Regions from separate parts of the Anas platyrhynchos genome. Here region 1 is linked to region 2. A link is a contact called in public Hi-C data. All regions are on one chromosome and are shown on one strand. The core of a region is the stretch at or near the end of the contact, and the rest is flanking DNA. Distances in the headings are between cores, read along the strand shown. Region 1 has its middle 25 kb from the start of LAPTM5. Region 2 overlaps MATN1 (matrilin 1).

What was found. Hi-C and Micro-C count contacts between places; a contact is called where the count stands out from the background.
Region 1: a contact with region 2 is called in a Hi-C map of F1 follicle, with 2.8 times the contacts expected there. The contact joins two enhancer-like sites. A contact is called at or near these places in 5 of 8 Hi-C or Micro-C datasets (F1 follicle, liver, skeletal muscle and 1 more).

What each region holds. Positions count from the first base shown.
Region 1 is chr24:5,376,680-5,382,579 of IASCAAS_PekinDuck_T2T, reverse strand. No RefSeq gene overlaps it. Among named protein-coding and RNA genes, the nearest start is that of LAPTM5, 25 kb to the right of the region's middle. Within about 2 kb of position 4,174, at least 2 of the 8 cell types and tissues checked have an H3K27ac peak or open chromatin away from gene starts, as enhancers often do.
Region 2 is chr24:5,307,741-5,313,098 of IASCAAS_PekinDuck_T2T, reverse strand. MATN1 (matrilin 1) reads left to right here. Exons shown (of 8, transcript XM_005015446.6): 3 at 1,212-1,434; 4 at 3,955-4,080; 5 at 4,336-4,749. Among named protein-coding and RNA genes, the nearest start is that of MATN1, 11 kb to the left of the region's middle. Within about 2 kb of position 2,723, at least 2 of the 8 cell types and tissues checked have an H3K27ac peak or open chromatin away from gene starts, as enhancers often do.

The sequences.
Region 1 (5,900 bases), core at 2,925-5,424, 68 kb before region 2:
AATGCAAGATGAATTTTCAGCTGGAGACGCAGAAGTAATAAAAGCTGTGATAATTCAAAGCAAGGCCAAGAGCTGATTTCAAAACCTCATTATTTCAGCTCCTGTCAGTCATTCAAAACATGTCAGGAGAGTTACCTCAAATACCGGCAAAACATAATTTCAGCGTGCAAGTTCAAAGTTTTTGGCAAAATGTCGAAGCGTGCCTGTAAACCTGCACACTGTACTGCAAACGAAGTGCTTTGCTGCTCTCTAGCACATCTCTCATACATTTTTCTCAGCATGGGAGTGTCGCATGGATGTCAAGTCACACAAGCAGGGGAAGGGGGTGAGGGAGGGGAGAAGGAAATGTGATGGGGGAGACCTGCAGCACTGGTGAGGTTTCCTGTGCAGGTTGGTCTGAGTGTGGCCACAGCCTCTTTCCCATCCTGGGATCTCACATGTCAGCTGGGTGGTTGTGCCTGCCACATCTGCATGTGCAACTGGTGCTGTGCTTGGCAAATTTATCAGGTTTGAACCTGAGGGACTGTAATATGGGAGTCAGCTGGGCCCAGAACAAATGGAGGAGGCTTCACCAACCCAGAGGCTGGCCCAGACAGCATCGCTGTACCTACCTCGCCACGTGTGCTCACACCTTGTTGTGTGCAAAGGCTGCTACTTTCCCAGCCAGCCAGCCCGCATACTCAAAAAGACCTCTGAAGTGCCATGTGAGAAGTGAGGAGTGAACCTTCATCCAGAACTAAATCTCTGTGCAGCACAGGCCATGGAAAGAGAGGGCAGAAAGTTTCCCTGCTGGAGCACTGCTGTTTTGGGAGCATCTGAATTGCTGTAACTCGGTTTCAGGCTCTAGTAACACAGCTGAAGCAAACAAGCACTGGGAAGAACAAGGAGGAGATTAAACATAGCTTCCTTCCAAAAGACAGTATCTAAATTTAAGACTCCTACAAATAGAATGAGAGAACAGCCTGGGTATGGATTAGGAAGGAGCCCTTGGGAACAATATCTGTAGATCTGAGTCACTGTCTCTGGAGGTCTTCAGTAAATGTGGAGATGTAGAGCTTAGTAGCATGGTTTAGGGGTGCACTTGGCAGCGTTAGGTTAAAGGTTGGACTAGATTACCTTAGAAGTCTTTTCCAACCCAGATGATTCTGATTGTTCTGTCTTAAATGTCTGCATGAGTAAATGGAGGAAGCTTGTAGCCAGAATCAGAATAAATAAGTAAATAAAGGAGAAAAGGTGGTCAAAGAAGTTGACAATAGAACCAAAGCTGTTGTGGAGAGTAATGCAGATAGCACAGATGTTGGGATAACTGATCAATAGTCAGGGCGACATGAACAAACAGAGAGGCAAAGATCTTATCAAAACTGCCTCTGTGGCATCTTAGCTTCTGTCCATAGGCAGAGCAACACTGCAAACATATCCACCACTTTTTCTGCATTAGTTCTAAAACTGAGAAACGGAGGAAGCCTTGGCAACACAACCTATACCACAACAAAATGGGTACAAAGATCACATTATTCATCTTGTCTCCCAGTCCTAATCTGGTAGGATTTTACACCAGCGTGGTATCAGGATATATACTTACTTAGCATATTGCCCAGCTTAAAGGAAGGTCCAGCATCCTGAACTGTTTTATAGGTAGTTTCAAGAAGTACTACAAGACCAGGAAAAGAATTAATCTGAATGTGGGGTACCTAACCATTTCCTTCAGTTTCCCACCTTCCTCCAAATCACTATATTGGGCCAATGTTCTTCATCAATTCTTTTTCTCATGCCTAGCTCCAATGACACAATGACCTTGAAAGTTTTCTTTCGCTGCAATGCCCTCCTCAAATTTCATTAAACTATCTCCATGGCTCTCCCTGCCAAAAATGCTTCGCCTGGATTGCTCTACAAGATCTCCCATTTATGAATCTAGACCTGTTCTCTTTAATTAAATCAAAATTTACCATTTTTTTTCTCATCTGTCCCTCATCTGTGTTCCCTAGAAGCTTCCCCTTTGGCAATGTCAAGCTTTACAGGCCTGTAGTTTTGCTCTGCTGTTCCCTACAGCATTTTCCCTTGGCAGGTGGTGTGTACACATCACTTCTGTCCACTGTTAATTTTCCATTATCCAAGGAAGTTTCTGATATACTGTCTTTCTAGTTCTAGCAGCTCCCTGAGCTCCTTTGACACTTCGCTTAGAGTCTGGAGATTTGACCATCTGTTAGTTTTTAATCCTAAATTCTGAACACTATCTTCTCTTGACCAGCTCAGTTTCAGGGTTGAAAGCTTCATTTCAGGGTCCAAAGCCTCCTTTTCCTGTGAAACCCTCCATTCTGGGGTTCTCAAGCTGCCATTTAGTGTGCCTAAAACCTCATTTTTGGGTCCAAAGCCTCCTTATCAAATGCACAGTTAGAAGACTTAAACTCATATTTAATTGGCCCAAAGCCTTATTTCAGGGTTCAAAGCCCCATTTTGAGGTCTGAAAGCTTCATTTGAAGGGTAACAAGCTTTATTTTAAGGGTTCAAGGCTTCCCTTCAGGGTTAACACCCATAGCTTTTGGCACCTGATACTCTTGATTAGCACAGTTCTGAACACTGCTGGCAATGAAGTTATTTCATTCTGTGATACAGACATAGTGTCAGGGCCTCCTCAACGTGCAGCAGCTCCTGGTCAAAGCCAAGGAGTCCATTTGAGGTCTCCAGGCTTTGTCTTCAGCATGCAAAGCTTTCTTTTAGGGTCCATACCCTCAGTTATAGGGCCCATAGCCTCAGTTTAAAGTCCAAAGGATAATTTTAGGGTCCAAAGCCTGATCTGAGAGTTACAAGAACCTCACTTTTGATGACCAACTCCTCTTTTTCAGTGTTCACAACCTATTTTGGCTTACAGACTCTCTCTCTTTCTTTTTTTTTTTTTTTTTTTTTATGGTCTAAGCCCTCCTTAAAGTGTTCAAACACCCATTTTAAAGGTCCAAATCCTTATTTTTCTGGTCCAAACCCTCATTTTTTAGGACACAAACCCTCTTTTCAGACCCCTTTTTTAAGGGTCCAAATTGTACTTCTGAGGGCCAAAGCCTTGTTTTTAGGGTTTCAAATGTAATTTGTGGGTCCAGAGCGTCATTGCTATGGTCTAAACCCTCACTATTAAAGGCTTATTACTGGGTGTGAATCCTCATTTCAGGACCCAAAGCCTCCTTTTTGAGTCCAAATTCTCATTTTGAGGGTCCAAAGCCATCTTTTCAGTCCAAACCCTGTTTTGAATGCTCAAATCCTGATTTTGATAGCCCAAAGGTGAATTTCAAGGAACAAAGCCTCCTTTTTTCAGTCCAGCACCCCATTCTGAGGGCTCAAAGCCCCATCTAAAGAACCCGGAACCTCTTTTCGTGTTATCAGCCTCCTTTTTTGGACCAAACCCCCAGTTTGAGGGCCAACTGCCTCACATTGAACAAAGAGGGGGGACTCCAGGCTGTACTGTAGGACACTGGGTGGCTCCTAGGTGCTCCAGAGAGCACTGGGGGGCATTAGGAAGGAACTGATGGGAGGCTCTGGTTTGTACTGGGATCACTGGGTGGGTACTTCAGTGCTCTAGGCATTACTGGTGATCAATGGTAGGTTATTGAGGGGCTCCAGACAGCACTGGGGTGCACTGGGATGTTGATGGAGGGCTCTAGATTGGATACTGGGATTATACTAGCAGGCTTCAGACAGCACTTGAGGCACTGGGAGTGTACTGGGGACCTGTAGAGAGCACTGGAGGTCAGTGGGAATGTTTTTAATGGTTTTAGAAAGCACTAGGGGAGGGCTCTGAGAGCCTTTTAAATGCTCCAGAAAGCACTGGAGGGAGCTTTTGGGGTCTTATAAAGGCTCTAGACAGCTCTGGGGAGCACTGGCAGTGTCTGAAGTGTCTTTAGCCAGCACAGGCGAGCACTGGGAGTCTTTTAAACGCCCCTGGACAGCAGTGGGGGGACCCTGGGTATCTTTTAAATGGCTCTGGACAGCGTGGGGTGGTGCTGGGGGTGTTTCAATGGCTCTGAACGGCATTGGGAGGGGGGCTCAGGCTTTGTTTTAAATGGCTCTGGACAGCAGTAGGGTTTACTGACATTTTTGTCAATGTCTCCGGACAGCAGTGGGGGGGCTGGCAATCTTTTAAATGGCTCTGGACAGCACTAGAGGGCGCTGGGAGCCTTTAAACGGCTCCAGAAAGCACTGGCGGGGGGAGCCCTTGAAGCCCTTGCAGTAGCTCTGGGCAGCACTGGGGAGCACTGGGGAGCACTGGGAGTGTTTCAGGTGGCTCTGGAGCACACTGGGGGCACTTGGCAGTGTTTGAAGCGGATCAGGAATGCCTCGAGGGGATCTGCAATGGCTCTGGGCAGCAGTGGGGGGCACTGCCCCCCAGTAATGGCTCTAGACAGCACTGGGAGATGAGACTTGGGGTGTTTTAAATAGCTCTGAACAGCACTGCGCAGGGCCTGGGAGTCTTAAATGGCTCTGGGCAAGGGTGGGTGCCCTGGGAGCATTTAAAATATCTCTGGATAGCACTGGGGGCATTGGCTGTGCTTTACAGGGCTCTGGACAGCAGTGGGGGTTACTGGGAGTCCTTAAATTGCTCTGTACAGCCCTGGGTGTGGGGGGTGGGCTCACAGTGGTTTACATGGCTCTGGACATCTCTGGGGCACCCTGGCAGTGTTTTAAATGGCTGGAATAGCACCAGAGGGCACTGAGGGTCCTTTAAATGTCTCTAGACAGCACTGGGGGCACTCATGGGCCATGGCCCAAAGCTCTCCAGAAGTGCCTGGAGGCCCCCAGTACCTTCACAGTACCCTCGGGTAAAGCCTAGAGCTCCCCAGTGCTTTTCAAGTGGCCCACAGCACTGTACAGAACCCCCTCAAGCACCATCCCAATGCCCCCAGTACTTCCTAGATCACCCTAGTTTCCTCCCAGTGCCCCCCAGTACTGCCTAGAGTCCCCTAGTAACCTCCCAGTGCCCCCCCCCCCCCCCCCCCCCCCCCCCCCCCGTATTTCCTCAAACCTCCCAGTCCCTCCCAGTTGTCCCTAGAGCAGGACCTCTACTCTAGTGTGTTTTGGGTGTGGTGCTTTTCCACTCTTCCCTCCACCTTCCTCAACCACAGGAAAACATCATTAAGTAAATATTGACACATACAGAAAGACATTTGGGGAATATAGAACTGTGACACACAGTAAGAAAGATGTTCTCTTACACCAAAACCTTCTTGCCAGGCCAAAAGTTTAATGACTGTGAGGTACAGACCTGAATCCTACTCTTTCCACCCAGCTGCTGACAACAGAGCTTTGAATGTACAACCATGGCCCAGAAAACCTCCACGTGATAATGATGGCCATCAGAGCACCCACCTGTTCCTCGATTTAATGTTCCCTGCTTTGTTAAATAATCTGTACTCCAGAAAGCATGCATCATTAAAAGGCATTTTTCCTGGAAAAGTCTTGTCTCCAAGCACTGTGCTCTTCAGTCTGTGGTTTGGTAGTCAAACAGAGGACATAGCTGGTTTGAAGATGTAGGATGAGAGATAGCTTTCATCTCTACATGTGTCAGATTCAGAGTCAGTGAATGATTAGTAGTCACCAAAGGAAACTGGGAGAGAATCCATCCTCTGGATGCTGAGAAGCAGGCAGACAGCCCTTGAAATTCGATTTGTCTCTTCCTAAATCAGACATTGTCATAGATGCAGTCAATTGCCAGGAGGTATCTATTCCTCTCCACTGAGATGACAATGATCAGCTCAGATTAATACATCTAACACATGCCATATCAAGATTCAGCTCTGGATTAAGACACTTGAATAGAGGCATCTACACATAATTGAGGAATCTAAGATCTTTCTGTAGTTGTTGAATGTCCAGAGCTTGATTCTGTTGCTTTTAAATATCTACTACAAATTCAG
Region 2 (5,358 bases), core at 1,474-3,973:
TAGTCATCACTCTGCAGATGGGCAGAGGGGAAGGAACCACTTCAGCAGCATGGCCAGGGCCCCGTGGGAACAGGAACCCCACTCCTGACCTTACCAAGCTGACTCTTCTCCCTCCCAAGGGCGCAAAACAGCCGTCGCCGTGCTGTCCCAGCTGAGCAGCCAGTGGGTCTCCTGATTTCATCTTCAGAAAGATGGAGACCATATATGGCCTAGAGGACAACAGCAAATACCACCTTGGTGACCTGACGATGGCTCACTCAAAGCCATTGGTGCTGCTAGACAGACTCCTCTCTGTTTCTCTTTCTCTCTCCCTCTCTCTCTCTCTTTTTTTTTTTTTTTTTTACTGCTCATTATGTTTCTCCATACTGCATTACATCCCAATTAGTTGCTTGGGACTTGACAGCGGTGTCACAATAAAACAATTGTAAGGAAAAGTGGCAGGAGCAGATGAATTGCCAAAGAATGGAACTGAAGGTTTTGTGACAATGTCACTTATCATAAGAAGAATAAAAAGGAAAACAGGCAATCTAGCAACAGGAGCAGGGCTCTTGGAGGCTTTGCACTGGTTTAGGGTGTCACCATCCGTGGTGACATCCAGTTCTCACTTACATCAGCTGTCATTTTAATGCTGATGTTAGTAGGGGTAGGATTTCACCACTGCTCTTTGTGGTGGAATGGGAAATCAGAAATCATGCCTGGCACCGACACATGGTGTGACCTTACACAGATCACTTCCTCTCTTTCTGCTTCAATTTCTCCATCTATAAAATGGGGAAAAGCCTTAACCTCCTTAGTTTACCATACTCCTGAGATTCTTAGATGGACAAAGATGCTACAAAAATCCCAGAGGTGCCCTTAGTGTCAGCTGGGGGTTCATGAAAATAGTTTGGCTTGAGCATTAGTTTGCTTATGAAGAATGTAACCTTTACTTTGGTTTCCTTAAGGCCGAGATGCACCATATGTCCCTTAATTAAAACAGTCAGGTCCATGGCAGTTTAACCTTTCCAGCTCAGGAAGAAACAAACTGCACATGAAAAGAATGGCTTGTGTGATCTCAGGAAGAACAGGAAGAGGGGGAGGAGGTGCCATTTCCTTTTTTCTTTAATTTTAGAAATGTGAACCCTTCTTTACTACTCCAGGCTGTTCCACGCGCAGTAGTGATACTGAGCCCGTTTCACACACACCCCTGCTCTCTGCCCCTCTCTGTGCAGGTGGCGATTGTTGTGACCGACGGACGTCCCCAGGATGGAGTGCAGGATGTGTCAGCAAGGGCCAGAGCAGCTGGCATCGAGATCTTTGCCATCGGGGTTGGCCGGGTGGACATGCACACCCTGCGGCAAATTGCTAGCGAGCCCCTGGATGACCACGTGGACTACGTGGAGAGCTACAGTGTTATAGAGAAGCTGACCCACAAGTTTCAAGAAGCTTTCTGTGGTAAGTCCTTGCCACAACCCCTGGGTTCCTAGCCAAAAGTGCAAGTGGCTGCCAGCAAGCTTTTCACAGAAATGTCACATGTGATCATCCTTCACCCATCTGTTTCCTTTTTCCAAGGACTCGGGTCTGCAGAACAAATCAGTATAGCAGAGAGGTGCTCTCTGAAGTTGCTTTTCAAGAGTCTGAGGTTTTGTTTAGGGAATTTCAGGTTTTGTTTACAGAAGTCTCCAGACTTCATTTGCACCCAAGAGTTTGTACACAGGACCCATCTACTACTTGAGGCAGAGAAAAAGAGCCTCAAAAACAGGAGCTTTAAATAGCTAAAATCGTTGCCCTTATGTTTAAGCCTATCTGGGCAGTGCTGACGATCTGGCTGGTAATTTCCCCTGCCAGCATCTTCTGAATTCCCTGTTAAACAAGGGCTGGTTTCACTTGCTTGCTGGAGGCTGAGCCACCTTTGCCTGACTGTGCTGTTATTTCTGCAAGCCCTGTGCAACAGGAAACTCTCCTGGTTGGTACAGTACCTAACACCTATCTGCATAGTGTATAAAAAGAGCCTGACTATCCTACAAACACATATTCACGCCTACACGAACCAGTGAATGGAATGAGAGAGCTTTATTGCTTTCAAACGTACCCAGAAGCTGTAGGAGGTGGTCTATAAATACCCGTTTTGTGTCAGCAAGAGCGGCCTGGGGGCTTCACACGCCCATCCTGCCAAAGCACAGACGTGTGGCAACACTTTTTTGAAAGGTGCAATACACCACAGTGCCTACGGCAAAGTATTGCAAACACGTACACACAGATGGACCTGTAAAACTCTCTGAGACTGATTTCTTCAAGAGGTGTAAAATTTCATGATTCAACTTTCAGCCTACAAATGATGGGGGGAGCAGCTTTTTGTCGAGGAAAACTTCGTCCTCTGTAGGAAGGAGGAAAACTTTGAATATAAAGTGAGTCATGTATTATAATGAGGTGTCACCACAGCAGAAGCTCATGAAAGAAGGGAACAAATACTACATACTAAGGGGAGCAGAGACAATATTCAAGAAGGTGGCATCCAGGCCATGAATATTCGTGGGAGTTTGTGTTGGCTGCCCTGGAGTCAGGAGTCAGCCAGAGACAGGGAGGCCTGAAAATCTGTTTTGAAGTTCTGGCATTGGTGTCATTCAAAAAGAGGAAGAAAAAAATCCTTTCTGGGCCTCGCTTTTCAGATTTGTAACATGCAGCTGACAAAGTTCTCCCCATGGTAAAAACCCTCAGAGATGCATCCAAGGGAAGCACTGTGCTAAGGATTATTACAACTAACAGACAGCAGCACCATATTAACTGCCAAGTGGGTTGTTATCATGCTATGCAAGCAGCTGCACAAAACTGTCCTTGGAGATGTACCCAAACACCACCTGCTATTGCACAGCACAGCTTGTGGAAGCAGTGTGCAGTGGAAGCAGGAGGAGCTGTGCAGCACTGGCCAAGCTGCTACCCCATAATGCTCAACAAACACATGAGAAAAAGTGAGACCTTTAATGATCCAGCTACTAGTTAGACTGATAAGATCTCTGTAGCCTTGAAGGAACTCAACCTGAGAGCCCAGTGTTATAGCCAACTGCATAGCTAATAATATTCCTAATTACATCAGCTACCGTTATATGGCACAATATGCAGGTGCATGAACTGGGAAGGCCAAAAGTACAAAATACATGTAGAGCAGAACACAAACAAATAGAAATAATGAGCAGAATCCCCTTGATTTTGAAAGACTTCCCACCACCTCCTATTATTACAATAAAACCAAAAATGCTCCATTTTCTGCACAGATTTCCATGCTCTTTGTGAATAAATTTGCTACAACCAGATTTGTTTAGCTTCAGATTTGTTTTCCATCATCATTGCTGTAGCCATGACAGTGCTGTCAGTCACTGAGTGCTGCTGGCTCAAACTGCTGCAGCTCAGCTTCTGTTTGCTCAGCATCTTATAGGAGTCAGCTCCAGGTTAAGATCAGCAGGCAGAAATATTTGTAAAGAGTGAGTCTGAAAGTTGTACGTGTGAAGGTAGCTCTGAAGTGAATTCCAAGTATGTTTGGACATGAAGCCCATCCGGGAATGACAGCTGTACCTGGCACTGAACTCACTAATCATAACTGTACTATGTAGCTGGGAAAATGGGTACTGGCCAGCCCAGATGGTAGTTTGGAAACCAAATCTCATCCCGTAGCTTTGGAGAGTGAAGTAGATTATGATATGCCCAACAGACAGATGGTTTTTGCCCTTGTTGTGGAGACTATTTCTAGTCCTGGCTGTGTCTTGGAGTCAGGAGACTTGTCACTATTTCTCCTTGCTTCTTATATCTCAATTATTATCCAAGAGTAATGGCTTCCTGCTGCTTTGTATTGCTGCAGGGTGGGTTTAGTTATCACTCAGCGTATAGGATAAATATCATACCTTCTTCATGGGCTGTGTTGGCTCTGGGTTGAGAAGCCTTGGCAAGGTCCCTGTTTTTAATCTGCATCTTTTCTTGCAGTGGTGTCAGACCTGTGTGCCACTGGAGACCACGACTGTGAGCAGATCTGTATTAGCACCCCAGGATCATACAAGTGTGCTTGTAAAGAGGGTTTCACACTGAACAATGATGGGAAGACCTGCAGCGGTACGTAATGACTTTCATTTGCACTGAGCTGAGCTGTGATCTGTGGTCGTGGGGTAGGGATAAGATTGAGACATGGCACACATGTTCTGCTCAGAAAAATCAGGGAAGGAAACCACAAATGTGAATTGTTGGTGATTTTTGATTGATCAAACATATGTCATGAGCAATAAAATGATACTAGGTTTATATTTTCCTACATAATTAGGCAGTCCCAGTTGCTGTCTCCTTTCTCCCTCCTCTCATATTTTGCTTCAGCTTGCAGTGGTGGGTCAGGATCTGCCCTGGATCTTGTTTTCCTGATCGATGGATCCAAGAGTGTACGGCCTGAGAACTTTGAGCTGGTGAAGAAATTCATCAACCAGATCGTGGAGTCGCTGGAGGTGTCAGAAAAACAGGCCCAAGTTGGCCTGGTTCAATACTCCAGTTCTGTCAGGCAGGAGTTTCCTCTGGGACAGTTCAAGAACAAGAAGGACATCAAAGCAGCGGTCAAGAAAATGGACTACATGGAGAAAGGAACAATGACAGGCCAGGCTCTGAAGTACCTCATTGACAGTTCCTTTTCCATTGCCAATGGCGCGAGGCCTGGGGTCCCGAAGGTGGGCATAGTGTTCACCGATGGACGGTCACAAGACTATATCACCGATGCTGCCAAGAAAGCCAAAGATTTAGGTAGGTCTACTGAATTCTTAGTGGTTTGTTTCTCCCTTCAAGCAAATGCTGCATCTAGTATCAGTCCAGGCATCAGTCATTACCAGGTGTCTCTTACCTAGGATAGAAACAGGATACTATAGAGCAACTTTTCCCAGATGGTGCTTGGCTGTCCATGCACACTCATACAGAACATGGAGCAGCTCTGGCTGGGGTTTCAGATGAACCTTGGTTTGCCAGCAGCTGTTTTGTGCTCCCACAGCTCCTCTGTGTCTTTGATCTAAGTCTGCAGGATGTCTCTTTGCTGGACAGAATGGGGTTTCATACATTTGTTATGGGATACATATTGGTGCAGCATCTCACACAAATAAAAAGGAAACTTCAGGGGAAAGCTGAGGATCTATGCTGTTATTAGTCAAATTCAACCACCATCAGTGGCACTCACAATGAGGCAAAGACAACCAGCAGAGAGCCACATGGAGAATAACAGGAGTTGCAGGGCCAAGCGTGGTTTGGCTGTATCAGCCTTAAGGCCTGTAAAAGAAAAATAAGAAACAATAAAACAATAAACAAAGCAGAAACATGTAATGAGGGAGAAAATGTGGACTCTCTGCCCAAATCCTAGACACA